Linked DNA regions of Mus musculus: regions 2, 3, 4 and 5 are each linked to region 1. Evidence: chromatin contacts called from public Hi-C and promoter capture Hi-C data. All regions are on one chromosome and are shown on one strand. The core of a region is the stretch at or near the end of the contact, and the rest is flanking DNA. Distances in the headings are between cores, read along the strand shown. Region 1 holds the start of Sec13 (SEC13 homolog, nuclear pore and COPII coat complex component). Region 2 holds the start of Rad18 (RAD18 E3 ubiquitin protein ligase). Region 3 holds the start of D830050J10Rik (RIKEN cDNA D830050J10 gene). Region 4 holds the start of Tamm41 (TAM41 mitochondrial translocator assembly and maintenance homolog). Region 5 holds the start of Pparg (peroxisome proliferator activated receptor gamma).

Evidence for each region. Promoter capture Hi-C pulls out the DNA fragments that hold promoters and counts their contacts. A called contact is a pair of places that touch in the nucleus more often than the background predicts.
Region 2: a contact with region 1 is called in a promoter capture Hi-C map of pre-B cells, with 8 times the contacts expected there. The contact joins the promoter of Rad18 here to the promoter of Sec13 in region 1. A contact is called at or near these places in 3 of 39 promoter capture datasets (liver, neutrophils and pre-B cells), 5 of 484 Hi-C or Micro-C datasets (B cells, CD4 T cells, CD8 T cells and 1 more) and 2 of 9 other capture datasets (adipose tissue and liver).
Region 3: a promoter capture Hi-C map of pre-B cells shows a contact between it and region 1, with 4 times the contacts expected there. The contact joins the promoter of D830050J10Rik here to the promoter of Sec13 in region 1. A contact is called at or near these places in 4 of 39 promoter capture datasets (hippocampal neurons, liver, pre-B cells and 1 more).
Region 4: a Hi-C map of B cells shows a contact between it and region 1, with 8 read pairs. The contact joins the promoter of Tamm41 here to the promoter of Sec13 in region 1. A contact is called at or near these places in 2 of 39 promoter capture datasets (liver and pre-B cells), 1 of 484 Hi-C or Micro-C datasets (B cells), 1 of 115 datasets of contacts at active chromatin or transcription factors (embryonic stem cells) and 1 of 9 other capture datasets (embryonic stem cells).
Region 5: a contact with region 1 is called in a promoter capture Hi-C map of liver, with 5 times the contacts expected there. The contact joins the promoter of Pparg here to the promoter of Sec13 in region 1. A contact is called at or near these places in 2 of 39 promoter capture datasets (both in liver).

Annotation. Positions count from the first base shown.
Region 1 is chr6:113,739,349-113,742,048 of GRCm38.p6, forward strand. Sec13 (SEC13 homolog, nuclear pore and COPII coat complex component) reads right to left here and starts at 1,333. Exons shown (of 9, transcript NM_024206.4): 1 at 1,297-1,333. The coding sequence starts at 1,299.
Region 2 is chr6:112,695,360-112,698,059 of GRCm38.p6, forward strand. It overlaps Rad18 (RAD18 E3 ubiquitin protein ligase), which reads right to left and starts at 1,311. Exons shown (of 12, transcript NM_021385.2): 1 at 1,185-1,311. The coding sequence starts at 1,235. It overlaps Gm35824 (a long non-coding RNA gene), which reads left to right and starts at 1,309. Exons shown (of 2, transcript XR_377964.4): 1 at 1,309-2,700.
Region 3 is chr6:115,674,570-115,677,269 of GRCm38.p6, forward strand. D830050J10Rik (RIKEN cDNA D830050J10 gene) reads left to right here and starts at 1,399. Exons shown (of 1, transcript NR_152134.1): 1 at 1,399-2,700. Raf1 (v-raf-leukemia viral oncogene 1) reads right to left here and starts at 2,066. Exons shown (of 17, transcript NM_029780.4): 1 at 1,667-2,066.
Region 4 is chr6:115,036,585-115,039,284 of GRCm38.p6, forward strand. Tamm41 (TAM41 mitochondrial translocator assembly and maintenance homolog) reads right to left here and starts at 1,290. Exons shown (of 8, transcript NM_026894.1): 1 at 1,066-1,290. The coding sequence starts at 1,200.
Region 5 is chr6:115,360,979-115,363,678 of GRCm38.p6, forward strand. Pparg (peroxisome proliferator activated receptor gamma) reads left to right here and starts at 1,371. Exons shown (of 8, transcript NM_001308354.1): 1 at 1,371-1,439.

The DNA of each region.
Region 1 (2,700 bases), core at 83-2,582:
CAGAAAGGTAGACCCTGGGAGAGTACGGCGGCAAGGCATTCAGAAGGCACACACTGAATAAGTAAGTGTGTTTCCTTGAGAATCTTAAATGCTCTGAAAAGTGTCGGCAAAGATTAGAGAAAGAGGAGCAGCACCTGCCTGGAGACAATGACATTTTCCCGTGAGCATTGGAGAGGCACCAGGAGCAATCAATTATAGTCAACAGAAAAACTAATCAATTTAAGGTGGCAGTGAAGAAAACACCCTTACCAAAACCACACTGCTGGCAACAATCTTATCTACTAATCCTCTAACCCCCTCCCCCAACACACACCAATATAAGGTGGGTGATGTGACCAAGAATTCCCCACAATCCCAACTGGCTCAAGGAAAAGTAATTTTCTATTGGTGACCCACAGGACTTTGGAAAGCTGGCATCCTTATGACCATTCTTAACCAGCAGCCATGGGTTATGATCCACACTTTGGGATGCTATGTATTTTAAAGCTCTTGGAGCAGTCCTCCGGAGCATCTTATAAGGACACTTATGCGCTTGCTGGAACACAGTAAGAAGCTGCACTCAAAACAGTTCAGCTCATCAGAATCACACCAGGTACAAACTTAGAATGAACCTGTGTATGAGTCTCCAACTTGGCAACAAAAGAGCCAAAGGCCAACAGAAGGAGGCAGCTCCTTGCACCGCTGCGCCAACCAGGGTCTAAGACTTCCAGAGTTTCATTCCCTTAGTATTATACGGAGTGGGGTGCGGTGAAAGACATACCACAGAGGCCATGTAAATTCAAAAATAAGAAACAGAAATAAAAAGCTGAGACGATGCCCTGGAGTCACTCAGCTAGGCCTGTCATCAGTTTCCCGAAGGGACCATCACACATGGGAGTCCTGTGTCCAAGCAACTGATCCCTCCACCTCCTTTGCTGAGGTAGTGGGTGGCAGGGCGAATGATGAGGAGAATTTGGATCTTAGCTTGCCACTGCCTAGCCCAAGTGTTGATGATAGTAGCATCTGCTCCGCAGGCTACGCGCAGGCAGAGGATGTGAGCGATCGTGGGAACGCACTAAGGGCTTGTCAGGCAGTAGATCCTATGATAGCTTTGGCTGTTTTTCCAATTCTGGAGGACAAGACACGAGACGGGCAGGAGGTGGGCTCGCAGCCCGGGCCTATGAGTTCCGGAAGGCCCAGTGGCCTTGCCTTAAATTCCCGCTCCGAGACCCAGAGAGAGGCAGGACAAGCAAACTTTGAGGACGTAGAGGTGGTCTGTCTCAAAGCCACGACTATCGCAGGGATCGCGACACTTACCATAGCTGCAGCAGCGGCGACCCACGGCCTCGGACGTGGCAGCTCAAAACGCTTCACTTCCGGTGCCGGCCCGCAGCCGGCAGGCTGTCACCCAGGATCTTCCGGTCAGCAACACACTCGACTCACACAAAGGTTCCGCGTCTTCTGGATCCTCGGCCCCGCCCTCCTGCAGTTCTGCCTTTATCTTGGCTACTGTTGGGCTCTGGTTGCTGTGGCGACCCTAATCCAGGGATTTTATGATTTGAAGCCGTCGCTAGCAGGTTTTTTATTTAGACTAAGTTTTTTCTGGTTCCTGAGATGCATACATAAAATGACTAGTCATTATAGCTTCACTCTCCTTTTCTGCGGGTTCCGGGTCCCACTGGCTTATCATGACCATCGTAGAGGTTAATTTCTCAAGTAGACTGGGCTAGTGCTTTGTTAGGTCTTGCTTAAGTTTCTTTCCATTTAATTTGATGTTGACTATTGGCTTGCTGTATATTGCCTTATTATGTTTAGGTATGGTCCTTGTATCCATAATCCCTTTAAGACTTTTAACATGAAGGGGTATTGGATATTGTTAAGGGCTTTTTCATCATCTAATGAGATGATCATGTGGGCTTTTTTCAGTTTGTTTATATGGTAAATTACGTTGATGGATAAAGCAATTCCACTAAATTCAGGGACAAGACAAGGCTGACCACTCTCTCACTATCTATTCAACATAGTACTTGAAGTTCTACCTAGAACAAAAAGACAATTAAATGAGATCAAGGGGATACAAATTGAAACGGAAGAAGTCAAAGCTTCATTGTTAGTTGATATGATAGTATACAAAAATGCACCAGCTTTCTTAAGGGATGGCAAGCAGAGAGTCTCAAGTCCCTGGGAGTCTGACTGTTTCAAGGGAGAACAACTGGAACCTCCCCAAACTCTTGTTTTTAGCTTTGGTGCTTACACAGCACTGAAAGGGGAACACAGAGCCCCAGGGCAGCTCCTCAGATGCACGTGGTCACATTTCCCCACCACACTTAGAAGCCAAGTGGCCCAGAGTAGAACCTCCACTCCCATTAGCTAAATCCTTTGCTGGGCAGTGGTGGCGCATGCCTTTAATCCCAGCACTTGGGAGGCAGAAGCAGGCAGATTTCTGAATTGAAGGCCAGCCTGGTCTACAGAGTGAGTTCCAGGACAGCCAGGGCTCTACAGAGAAACCCTGTCTTGAAAAAAAAAATCTTTCTGGTCGTATGTTGAAACTGGGATTGAATACCTTGGCTGAAGATAGCTACCAGCAAGATGCCAAGACTCAAGGAGTGTGAAGGCTTTTTGGAGAGGGGCCTGGAGAGTGGCAGCCTTATATCATGACACCGCCCTCACCCCTGGCTGTCACTATCACCACCACAGTGCCTTTGAGATCTCTTTCCTCCT
Region 2 (2,700 bases), core at 61-2,560, 1.0 Mb before region 1:
GCCTGGTCTACAGAGCTAGTTCTGGGATAGGCAGGGATTCAACAAAGGAGGCCTGTCTCAAAAAACAACACACACACACAAAATAAAACAAACAATAATCAGTTGTGGAAGGGAAATGTTCAGGTTGTAATAGATGCATTGTTTGTAAGAACAGAAGGAAAAAGCCTGCACTCAGAGGACAGAGCTAGTTACGGGACAGCCAAGGATATCCAAAAAAACCCCTGTCTCAAAAAACAACAATTATAAAAGCAAAGAATAACCAACTGTCATAGGGAAACCGTCTAGGTTATAACAGATACAACGTAAGCCTGCTGCACTCAGCAGACAGAGGCAGGAGGGCTACCCAATCTTGGTAGAAAACAAACATCAAAACAAAAAACATCCACCGGATGGGCAGAGGTGGCACACATCTTTAATCCCAGCACTTGGGAGGCAGAGGCAGACAAGCAGATCTCGCTGAGTTCAAGGCCAGCCTGGTCCTACAAGAGCAAGGCTACACAAAGAAACCCTGTCTCAAAAACAATCAAACAAACAAACAACACATCCTACTAAATGTTATTTAAGGGAGATAATTCAGTATGCAATAATTCCTTAAAAGGAAAGGCTAAGCGCTGGGTCTAGGTCCTGGTCTCTCTTTTAAAAAGATGTGAGCCAGGGGCTACAGGGTATGACCTCGTCTCCTAAATTAATAAAATAAATAAAAGTTAAATAAAGAGAGATGCGTCATTATTGAGTCATGGAGGGCACATTAGGCAGGGAAGCCGGATGCAGTGTGTTAAGAACGTGGAGGACTTCTGGACCACAGCCAGAAATGGAAAACCATGATAAGCGGACCCTCTGCTATACTGCTTGATTATAAAATGTCATCCGATGCAACGTCCACACAAATCACGAGTGGTGTCACTGTTAACACAGGAGTCCTCGTAGGATGTGATGTCACCATCGTTGACACTACTTTACGGGGAGACGCGGTGATAGTGACAGAAACCCAAAACATCCGGTTCGTTAGGGCGGCGACCTAAGGCTGACTGCGCAGGGCCGCGGCGCGTTCCCGGACCGTCTCGGGGGTTGGAAACTGAGGACCGGCGTCGCGAGGCCAGGTTAGGGCCGAGGCGGCGGCGCGCGGACCGGGGTGCCTGTTCGCACCGACGACGTCCGCGCCCCGGCCTTCCCCCGACACTCACCTTCATCACCGCCAACCCCGGAGGCCATCGCGGCTCGGCCAGGACCTCCATGGCCGCACCTGATGAGACCGCCAGCTACCGGCCCGCCACGCAGCTCCTCTACTCGAAATTCCCCGCGCTACACCGTACGTCAGCTACGTGCGGCGCGCTCGCGGCGAGCGCACGGCATGCTGGGAGCTGTAGTTCTTGTGCGTTGGACGTTAGCGGCTTCGGAAGACCGAAGGGGAAAAAGTGAGACATTCCAGGGCGTAGCCTGGAGCGATGCAGGCGTTTGGACCTCTTGGATCCCGAGAGACAAGAAGATAAGTGAAAGATTAAAAGCAGCTTTAATCTGTCTTATAAAATGAATAAACAAAAGATTCCGGAAGGTGATTGAATATTAGGAAAAAGAAACCAAATGAAGCCTAAGCCTTGGTAGAGAGTTCAAGATCTAGGCTCAGGTCTTCCCTCTTCAGGTAGTAATCTCTGGTTGCTTTAGAGATCTGTCTTGCTCCTTGAAAATATCTAAAGTTACACTTCTGTCTCAACTCCTCTTTCTGTAAGCATCCACGAGAGCCACATAGAGCCTCTGTTCTTCAAAGGTAACCACGGCTAATATTGGCACTTAGTTCTCAGATAGTCCCCATGTATAAAAGGACCAGTGTTAGCAAAGAGTGTTATTAAATCAGTTTAACAGGAACCCACATTCTTTTTTATCAAATTACTCCATCTACTTGAGAGGCTCCTCACCCTCTTCCATCTCCCAGGTGACGCCTTATCTCCCGGACCTGTCTCCAGAAAGGTTCCTTTTAGGCTCATTTAACCAGAGCTCCATTATCTGGATGTGGAACGCTGACCAACACACAGCCAGCCTGGCTACTCAGTTCAGCACTCATCTTCTGCCTTCTGTGGGCCTCCGCTGTACTAGGTCTCAGGGGCCACAAGTTGGTCCAGATGACTCGCAAGACAGAATCCCGAAGCTTGCGGTATCACTGATACCCCGGTGGCCCACACATTCACCGATTCAACATGTATGTTTTGAAGACTTACAATGGACCAGGCATGTGAGCTCTCCTGGAAAGTAGGGGGAGAGATGTGGCTGTTACAGACACTTTACAGGTGTGAAGACTAAAACCCAGCAGGTTAGGAATTCATTCTTTTGAGTTTTTATCATAAAATAATCCCTGTAATCTGAGCCAATTAATTTTTCCTAGCCTACAGTCACAGATGAACTGTGCAACACCAACACAAACAACATTTAGGTGATAGTTTACTTATTACAGTAATAGCTAACACATATTAGACCACCTGTATTCAAAGCACTCCTGTGGCTTTGGGTTGTTTTGTTTTGTTTTGTTTTTGCATCATGCACTTACTTGGTTTACTCATTATTCAAAGGAAAGAAAAATGGGTAATTGGTGCAGAGCATTCTGCAGCTAAGTAGAAGCAGGGCTTGAACTCAGGATGTTGGGCTTTTGAGCATATAAACTACCACAGAATCGTCTCATAAGAGTCTGTCTGGTCAAGACAGTTCTTT
Region 3 (2,700 bases), core at 149-2,648, 1.9 Mb after region 1:
CTCCAGTCTCGGCTAGGTCAAATGTTGCTGCTGGATTTTAAACAGCTTACTTAGCCCTTGAAGTGATAAGAGTAAAACCAAACCAAAAGAACCTCAGTGGTTTTCAGTGGTTCACAGCACCAAAGATTTGGACACTGCTCCTGATGTCTTCACTTCCAAATAGCCACTTCAGCATAAGCCTTAATCGAAGGAGCTATTTTAGAAGAAGAATGTTCACAGGGCTGCAGACGTCTTAACAAAGCTGCAACCTGGGGACTCTGTCCAAAGAAAAGAGTCTACTACATAAATAGGGTTAATTAAAAATACTTTCATGCTACACTTCTTCAGGTGCTTTCTATAATCTGCCAATTTCTGTCTGTTTGGGGAATGTGTTAACCTTAGAAATAGCTGCAAGAGTATCTCCAAATAGGAACCAGTGATCAAGCAAGCACAAAACATTTTCTATCAATTACCAAAACTGGTTAGCAAGACTTAACAAGGTAAATTTTGTTCACTACCATAGCGGGAGGGGAGCAAAGCAGTAACCAGCAAGAACTAAACATTCACAACATGAAGTTAATTAATAAATGAACTAGTTCATTACTATCCATCACACAGACCCTTCACAAGCGATCAATTTTTCCTTTTGAACCCTGACGTCTGTCTTCCTGCACCCCACATTTACTAGCTGCTCCCCCAAATCATCCCAACTCCCGCAGGCTATGCCTCTGAGCCTTGGTGCCAGCTGTTCCCTCCGCCGACAATGTCCTCCCCTCTGCCTCACCTGGCGGAACAGTCCTTCAAACTCCGCGCAGAAGCAAGCAAGGAACCTCAGGGCTTCTCGACTCTGCACCTAACTGTTCTAAATCCCAAGAACACTTGGGAAAACAAGCCTTATCACCTCCGGTTGTTTTCACGCCCCAGGAGCTGAGTCTCCAACGACCCCACAGGACGCATTGCAGGCATTCAGACGTGCCCTGAATTCATTCCCCACTTCTATACACAGACCTGGCCCATTCCCCAGGACCCAGTTACGTCTCAACCGGGAAAGAAGAGATTCGACTGTCCCTCCTAACAAAGAATGAAAACCAGAGGCACACCCTGGGCCCTGGAGAGAGAACAATGAATGAACACGGTCACCTCGTTTGTGTCCCAACTCTGCATCCATGCACCGGCTCTGCAAAAGCCTGGGAGGTTGTCGCTTCACACAAAAGGCAGCCTGGCTCCCGATCGCGAGCATCCCGGGCCACCCATTTGGAAGCCCCAGGCGAGGTCGCAAGCCTTTGAGGCGGGACCCTGACCGGTTTCTCTCGCTGCCTTCCCCGATTCCTCTTGTCTTCCCTAAAAGGGTGTCACTTAAGCGAAGCAGCCCGAGAGGAGGTGCAAGGCCGGGCTCCCCCCACTTCTGCAGCCCGAGAGAAAAAAGAACGAGCCCATCCCAGTGACAACACAGTCACTGGGCAGCTCTGGGAGGATTTTTTTTCCCCCATTGCCAAAATATGAGGAATGCTCGCTGGGCACCGGAGTGGCGCTGGCACGTTTCCGAGAAACACTGGGAAATCTGAGCAGGGGTGTGGAAACTGGCTCGCCGGCCATGACACCCGGCCCGCGCCCGGCCCGCCACCAGGATGACAGCGGCCTGGCCGACCCTGCGCCCCACGGTCGCACCGTCAGCCCTGTGGCCTACCTGAGGGAGCCGGGCAGTGCCGGGTCCCGTCGTGCAGCGGCAGCGGTGGTTGAGAGAACGCGTTGGTTGCGGTCACATTCGGCGTGTCCCCAGCCCGGGGGACGGGGCCCCGGGGAGGCCCCGCATCGCTGCACTAGCGCCCCGCGCCTCAGGGCACGCGCCCCAAAGCTCGGCCAGCTGGCCCGTCCGAGGGCCTGCGGAGAACAACAGAGAAGCCTTCCCGCCTCAAGTCCGCTCGGCTCTAACTCCCGCCATCCAAGATGGCGGCACCAGCACCCGCGAAGAAGACGCTCTCAGGCTATCCCGGGCGAGCTAGCCCTGCGCTCGACACTCGTCTCCACGACCTGCGGCGCCGCCGGGCTCACTGCCTCTGCGCGAGCTCCTGGGCTCGGCAGTCCGCTTAAAACTCGGCTCGGGGATCTATCGCTCGAGCCTGGAATGTGGCCCCGCCTCCGGGGGCGTGGCCTCGCGGTCCTGCGGCCGCCATTTCGGGGTTGACTCCGTGGTAGCAGAGTGACTGTTTCTGGTTGGAGGCCAGTGGTATTGGGCTGCAGCCGCGGTCCGGCCACCCGCGAGGCCCTCAGCGGGCCAGACGCGCCTGGTGACACACGGCACAGGGCTCCAGCTCTGGTGCTTCCTCTCCGAAGTTGACATCCGTGGAGAATGGCGGCCTAGGGGTTTTGTGGGAAAGCCCTCATGCTATGTGAAACCTCAGGTTCCTCATTTGTAGATGGAGTGTTCGCTGTAGTACACCAAGTTGACCAAAAACTAAAAGTATGGTGTTGCACACCTGTAATGCCAGCGCTTGGAAAGTGAGGGCAAGAGGGTCGGGAGTTCACGGTCATATGAGCTGCATGAGACCCTGTCTCAAAAAAGAAAAAAAAATTAAAATTGATGCGACAATATGGCCCACCGTAAACTGAAGCCTGTTGTGCGTCTTCGTACAGCCCCCGTGGAATAGACACCTGGAGGGCAATGTGTATTGTCAATTGTGCTTTTTTTTTTTTTTCCCCTCTTTGAAATAGGTTCTCAAT
Region 4 (2,700 bases), core at 40-2,539, 1.3 Mb after region 1:
TGTATAATTATGATAATCTATATGAAGTAACTGGACAGCTCACAATTTCTCATATGCCCATGATCCATACTTTCCCATTTGTTAGAGAAAATCGGTAGGATGTAGAAGAAATTCAAGAAACACCAGGTGAATTTTAACTGGAAGAAAGACCTGGCCAGGAGCTAGACCCAGGATGCCCTACTGTACAGTGACTGAGACTCCGTACTCTGGAGTAACAAGCCTCAATCCTAACTAGATTCCTGTTCAATGTGCTGACCTGAATAAATGTGCTACCTGCCTGGGCCCTACACCCAGTCCATCAACTTCCTGAAGCCCACGGATCATTCCGTATTTTCTCCTTATCTTTCGATGGGATTTTCAAAGTTAGCTTCCAATTAGTCACCTGGGATGTTTTACACACTGCTAAAGTCCTAGGCCAATGAAATCAATCCCTGCAGACAAAACCAGTCTTTGTATTGCTAAAAAGCTATGGAAAACTCCAATGACAAAGGCTGAAAACACTTAAGTAGGACCTGCTACTTTGTTTTTTCCCCCTTCCCACTACATCTCTGCAATGCCACCACCTCTTCCTCATCACTCCCAACTTAGATTGGAGACAGACTACTCATGCCTCACTTATCCTATCAGCTCAGGCTGGTGATGGATCGGCATATAATAGCACTTGCTGCCAAACCAGATAAACTGAGTTCAACCTACCACGACCCACGTGGTGCAAGGAGAGAAACAACTCCCTCAAGTCGTCCTGTGACCTTCAAGTGTGCGCAGAAGTACAGGTGCGCTTGCTATATAATCACTAAGTAAATGTAAACATATAGATTTGCCTGGCGTGACAACACGAGCCTTTTAATTCCAGTACTGTGAGTTCGAGGGCAGCCTTCAGCCAACCCTGACCAGGGAAATCCAAATTCCGCTCACACCGAAGGACACTTTGCTAGGATGAACATTTCAACAATTGGCTCTTGGCGTGTCCGGGCTCCGCAGGAATGAAAGGCATGCGAGGAACGGCGAGGGCGAACAGGTGCCAGGCATGGGACTGGTCGGGGAACTAGGGGGCCTCCGACTCACCTCCTGGTGGGCACTGGGTCCTGCCTGGCGATACACCGCGGAGCCGTAGGCGAAGGCCAAACTCAGGTCCTCCGGGAAGTGAGCCAGGATCCTGCGCAGGCCCACGCCCGAGCTGTGCAGCGCCTGCAGCGCCATGGGCGGGCTGGCCCGCCGGTGGGACAGACGGTGCTGTGCCGACCCTGTGCTCGCAATTCCCGGTCGTGCGGACCGCGCTTCCGCCCGGTCCCGCCCCTCCACGCACGCGCGCTTCAGAGCGGGCAGCTGGCAACCTGCGGGGAGGCCGAGGCTCCGTAGCGCCCTCTAGCCGGCGGAGGAGCACATTACATGTCTATCCTGTGACAACCTGCTATAGAGCCTAGCAAATCCTTTGTAGCACTAAAACTACGAATGGTTATTAAACCATTTAATTAATTAAATCATCCTTATATTGATTTTCTTTTTGCTTTTTGTTTTTTTTTTTGAGATAGGGTTTCTCTGTGTATCCCTGTCTGTCCTGGACTAACTCTGTAGACCAGGCTGGCCTCAAAGCATTCAGACAGGGTTTCACTGTGCAACAGCCCTGGAATTTGCTATATAGACAAAGCTGGCCTCGAACTCACAGCCATCCACCTGCCTCTGTCTCCAAAGGGCTAAGATGAAAGCATGAACTACCTCATTCACAACCTTGTGGAGCTATCACCTCTAGTGCCAAGTTGTAGGAGCATTTGAAGATTTAGAAAAACAAAAGAAATGTAAAACATGCCGGCCCAGGGGATTGTGATTGCTAGAAACTGACTGTGGTTTCTTCATGTTAAAGGTCTTTTTCAAGTCTGATAATAAATAAATGTTCCATAAAAGGAAACATATTGTATAAATATTCCCTCACATTTGCATTCAATTTTAGAGTCAGAGAAGTCTTCTTGCCCCTTCAGGGATGGTGTCTTAGTCAGGGTTTCTATTCCTGCACAAACATCATGACCAAGAAGCAAGTTGGGGAGGAAAGGGTTTATTCAGCTTACATTTCCACATTGCTGCTCATCACCAAGGAAGTCAGGACTGGAGCTCAAGCAGGTCAGAAAGCAGGAGCTGATGCAGAGGCCATGGAGGGATGTTCTTTACTGGCTTGCTTCCCCTGGCTTGCTCAGTTTGCTCTCTTATAGAATACAAGACTACCAGCCCAGAGATGGTCTGACCAATAAGGGGCCTTTCCCCCTTGATCACTAATTGAGAAAATGCCTTACAGTTGGATCTCATGGAGGCATTTCCTCAACTGAAGCTCCTTTCTCTGTGATAACTCCAGCTGTGTCAAGTTGACACAAAACTAGCCAGTACAATTGACCCCTTGTCAACCTGATACACAAACACATCACTAGTAAGCCTCAACCCTTACATTCTTATTCATCCCCAAGATCTAAATAACTTTAAAAGTCCCACAGTCTTTACATATTCTTTTTTTTGGGGGGGGGCTTGTTTAAACACTTTATTCAGAGGCTTGGGGAAAGATGGTAGAACACGCTGTCTGCTGTCCTGCGCGGGGCAGACCTTAGAGCAGTCCCGGTCGCTAAGAGCGTCTTTACATATTCTTAAAATTTCAATCTCTTTAAAATATCCATCTCTTTTAAAATCCAAACTCTTTTTACAATTAAAAGTTTCTTA
Region 5 (2,700 bases), core at 121-2,620, 1.6 Mb after region 1:
CGGCCGGGTGGCTCGGCTCGGCTCCTCCGGTCCGCGGCCGGCCAGGCGGGGCCCGTCGCACTCAGAGCGGCAGCCGCCTGGGGCGCTCGGGTCGGGTCGGCCTCACCGACGCACAGCACCCGCCAAGCCGCCGCCTCAGGTCAGAGTCGCCCCGGGCCACGCGGCCCGCCGGAGGGACGCGGAAGAAGAGACCTGGGGCGCTGCGCTGGGGTATTGGGTCGCGCGCAGCCTGAGGGGACCGAGTGTGACGACAAGGTGACCGGGCTGAGGGGACGGGCTGAGGAGAAGTCACACTCTGACAGGAGCCTGTGAGACCAACAGCCTGACGGGGTCTCGGTTGAGGGGACGCGGGCTGAGAAGTCACGTTCTGACAGGACTGTGTGACAGACAAGGTGAGGGGGGGTCTCGGCTTGTGGGGTCTGGATCTGACTGGCTAGGTGACTGGGTCTCCGCTGAGGGGACTCGGGATGAGAAGTCACATTCTGACAGGGCTGCGTAACTGACAGCCTAACCCTGTCTCGACTAGAGGGGATACGGGCTGGAAAGCCACACTCCGACAGGACGGAGAGTGACCAAGTGACAGAATCTTGACTCAAGGGACCCCGGCTGAGGAGAAGGCAAACTCTTGACAGGACCGAATGTGACAGACAAGGTGACAGAGTCTGGGTCTGAGGGGATCGCGCGGGCTGAGGAGAAGTCACACAAGAGAAGAGCGAGAGAGTGATAGCGGGGCGGGGTCGCGGACTCAGGGACAGAGTGAGGGGTCTCGGCTGAGGACCGGTCACCCTCCTGGAGAGCCGAGTGTGACTGACAGGGTGACTGTCCTCGTGAGGGGCACCGGCACGGTGCGGAGGGCCACAGTGCTTCCCTGAGAGGGTGCGCAGGCAGGCATGTGTGTGAGCGCGGAACAGGGTTGCCCCTGTTCCAGACCCTGACAGGAAAGCCAGGTCTCCAGAACTACCGCGTTGGGGACCGCATTGTGCGGATCCTGGTGACAGATTTAGAGAGGGGCTCGCCAGCAGCCACCGGTCGCCCTGAGGCTCTAGGGGTCGGAGGGTGGGGAGGAGGATGCGCCCGTGATCACGGAGGCGATTTGGCCCACGGCCCCCTGCCCGGGGCTCACCAGGTGTGAGGAAAGCGGGGTCACTGTCGCCAAGGCCCCGCCCCGCCAGTGCCCCTCTTCAATCTAAGCAGGGGGCGAGCACAGGGCCCGGCTCACGGGAGTAGGCAGCCCTCGTGCTGGGGGCGGAAGGTGGGTGTGTGGCTCCCGGTGCTTTATGGCTTGGGATTGGGGAGGAGCCTAAGGTGAGGAGGCAGAAACTGGGAGTAGCCTGGGCTGCTTTTATATAAGGGACGCGAGGAGGTCAAGAAGGGGCCTGGACCTCTGCTGGGGATCTGAAGGCTGCAGCGCTAAATTCTTCTTAACTCCCATTGAGTAGGTGAGTGGCCCCATCGTCATCACGTTTTTGTTGGTGTGTGTAGTGAAGTGGCCAAACTGCCCCCAAGTTCTTACACATCAGGATGGTCTGGCTGTGTTCTTGTACTGTTAAGAATCTGCTTTGCTTCTGATGCTAATAGGGGGGAGGTCGTGCCATTTATTTCAGAAGGGAAAAAAGAAAAGTTAAGTTTTCTGTGAGGAAGAGGCTAAAAGGTGTCCCTTTTTAGCAGGATGAAGGACAAAAATGTAAAATTAAATGATCATTTGAAAACAAAACCAGATGAACCAAGTTGTAGGATAGCTAACAGTTGGAAAGCCTCTTGATTTGGAGTTCATTATTGTAATGTCAACTCTTTATTATCATGCACGAAGCAAATTGTTAACTGGAGTTATTAAATGAATAACTTAGTCTTGGACTTGGGCAGGTCTTCCAAAGATATCAGGTGCTCTGTGGGAGTCTTCCTGTCGTCCATAGCTAAGTGATCAATTGCTGACTAAAAATGTAACTAACTCCAGGTGCTCTGTGATTTAAAACCTGGCTAGGGTAGGAACGGATATACGCTATGACTACTCAAAGAGATAGTTCTCTTGCAAGTTTGACAGAAGCACTCATAGATACTACGAGCATTTGGAGCAGCATTTCAGAAGATTGGGTTTCAACTTTAAAATAAGTTCTCTGTTGTCTTATCTTCAACCACATTTGCTCTAAAGTAAATGTCCGAAATATTAATTTTAATATATGAACATTTTAACTCAGTGTCATGCCTTAGTTGGAGTGAAACATATTATAAAGCCCTCGATTTTTATTTTACTGTGTGTTTTGTGTAAATTTGCTCACTCCAGTGCTACTTCATATTTAATTTGCTGAGAACTATATCTTCAGTGAGAAGATCTAAGGAGCAACTGGTGGTCACCTCACGCTTTTGCAGCTCACTAGAAGGGAAAAGATTGTTGACAGTTTTCTTTTTAAGGAAAAAAATCTTTTTCATATGTAAAAGTTTCAAACTCTTCAAACTGTTGAAGAACAATGGCGCCGGTGAAGTCTGAAGTTCTTGATGCCTCTAGGCCGAAGAGTTTTTTGATGCTGTTTCCTCGGTCTTTTATATTTCAAAGATTATAAGTTCTTCTAAACACATTAGAACTAAAAGACCTGGAAACATTATACACATCAATACTTAAGACTACTTTGATATTTTTTGTGATAACTATTTTTTAATAATTAAGTATATTTCCTTTAAAGGAGCTGGTTTTCCTAACATTCA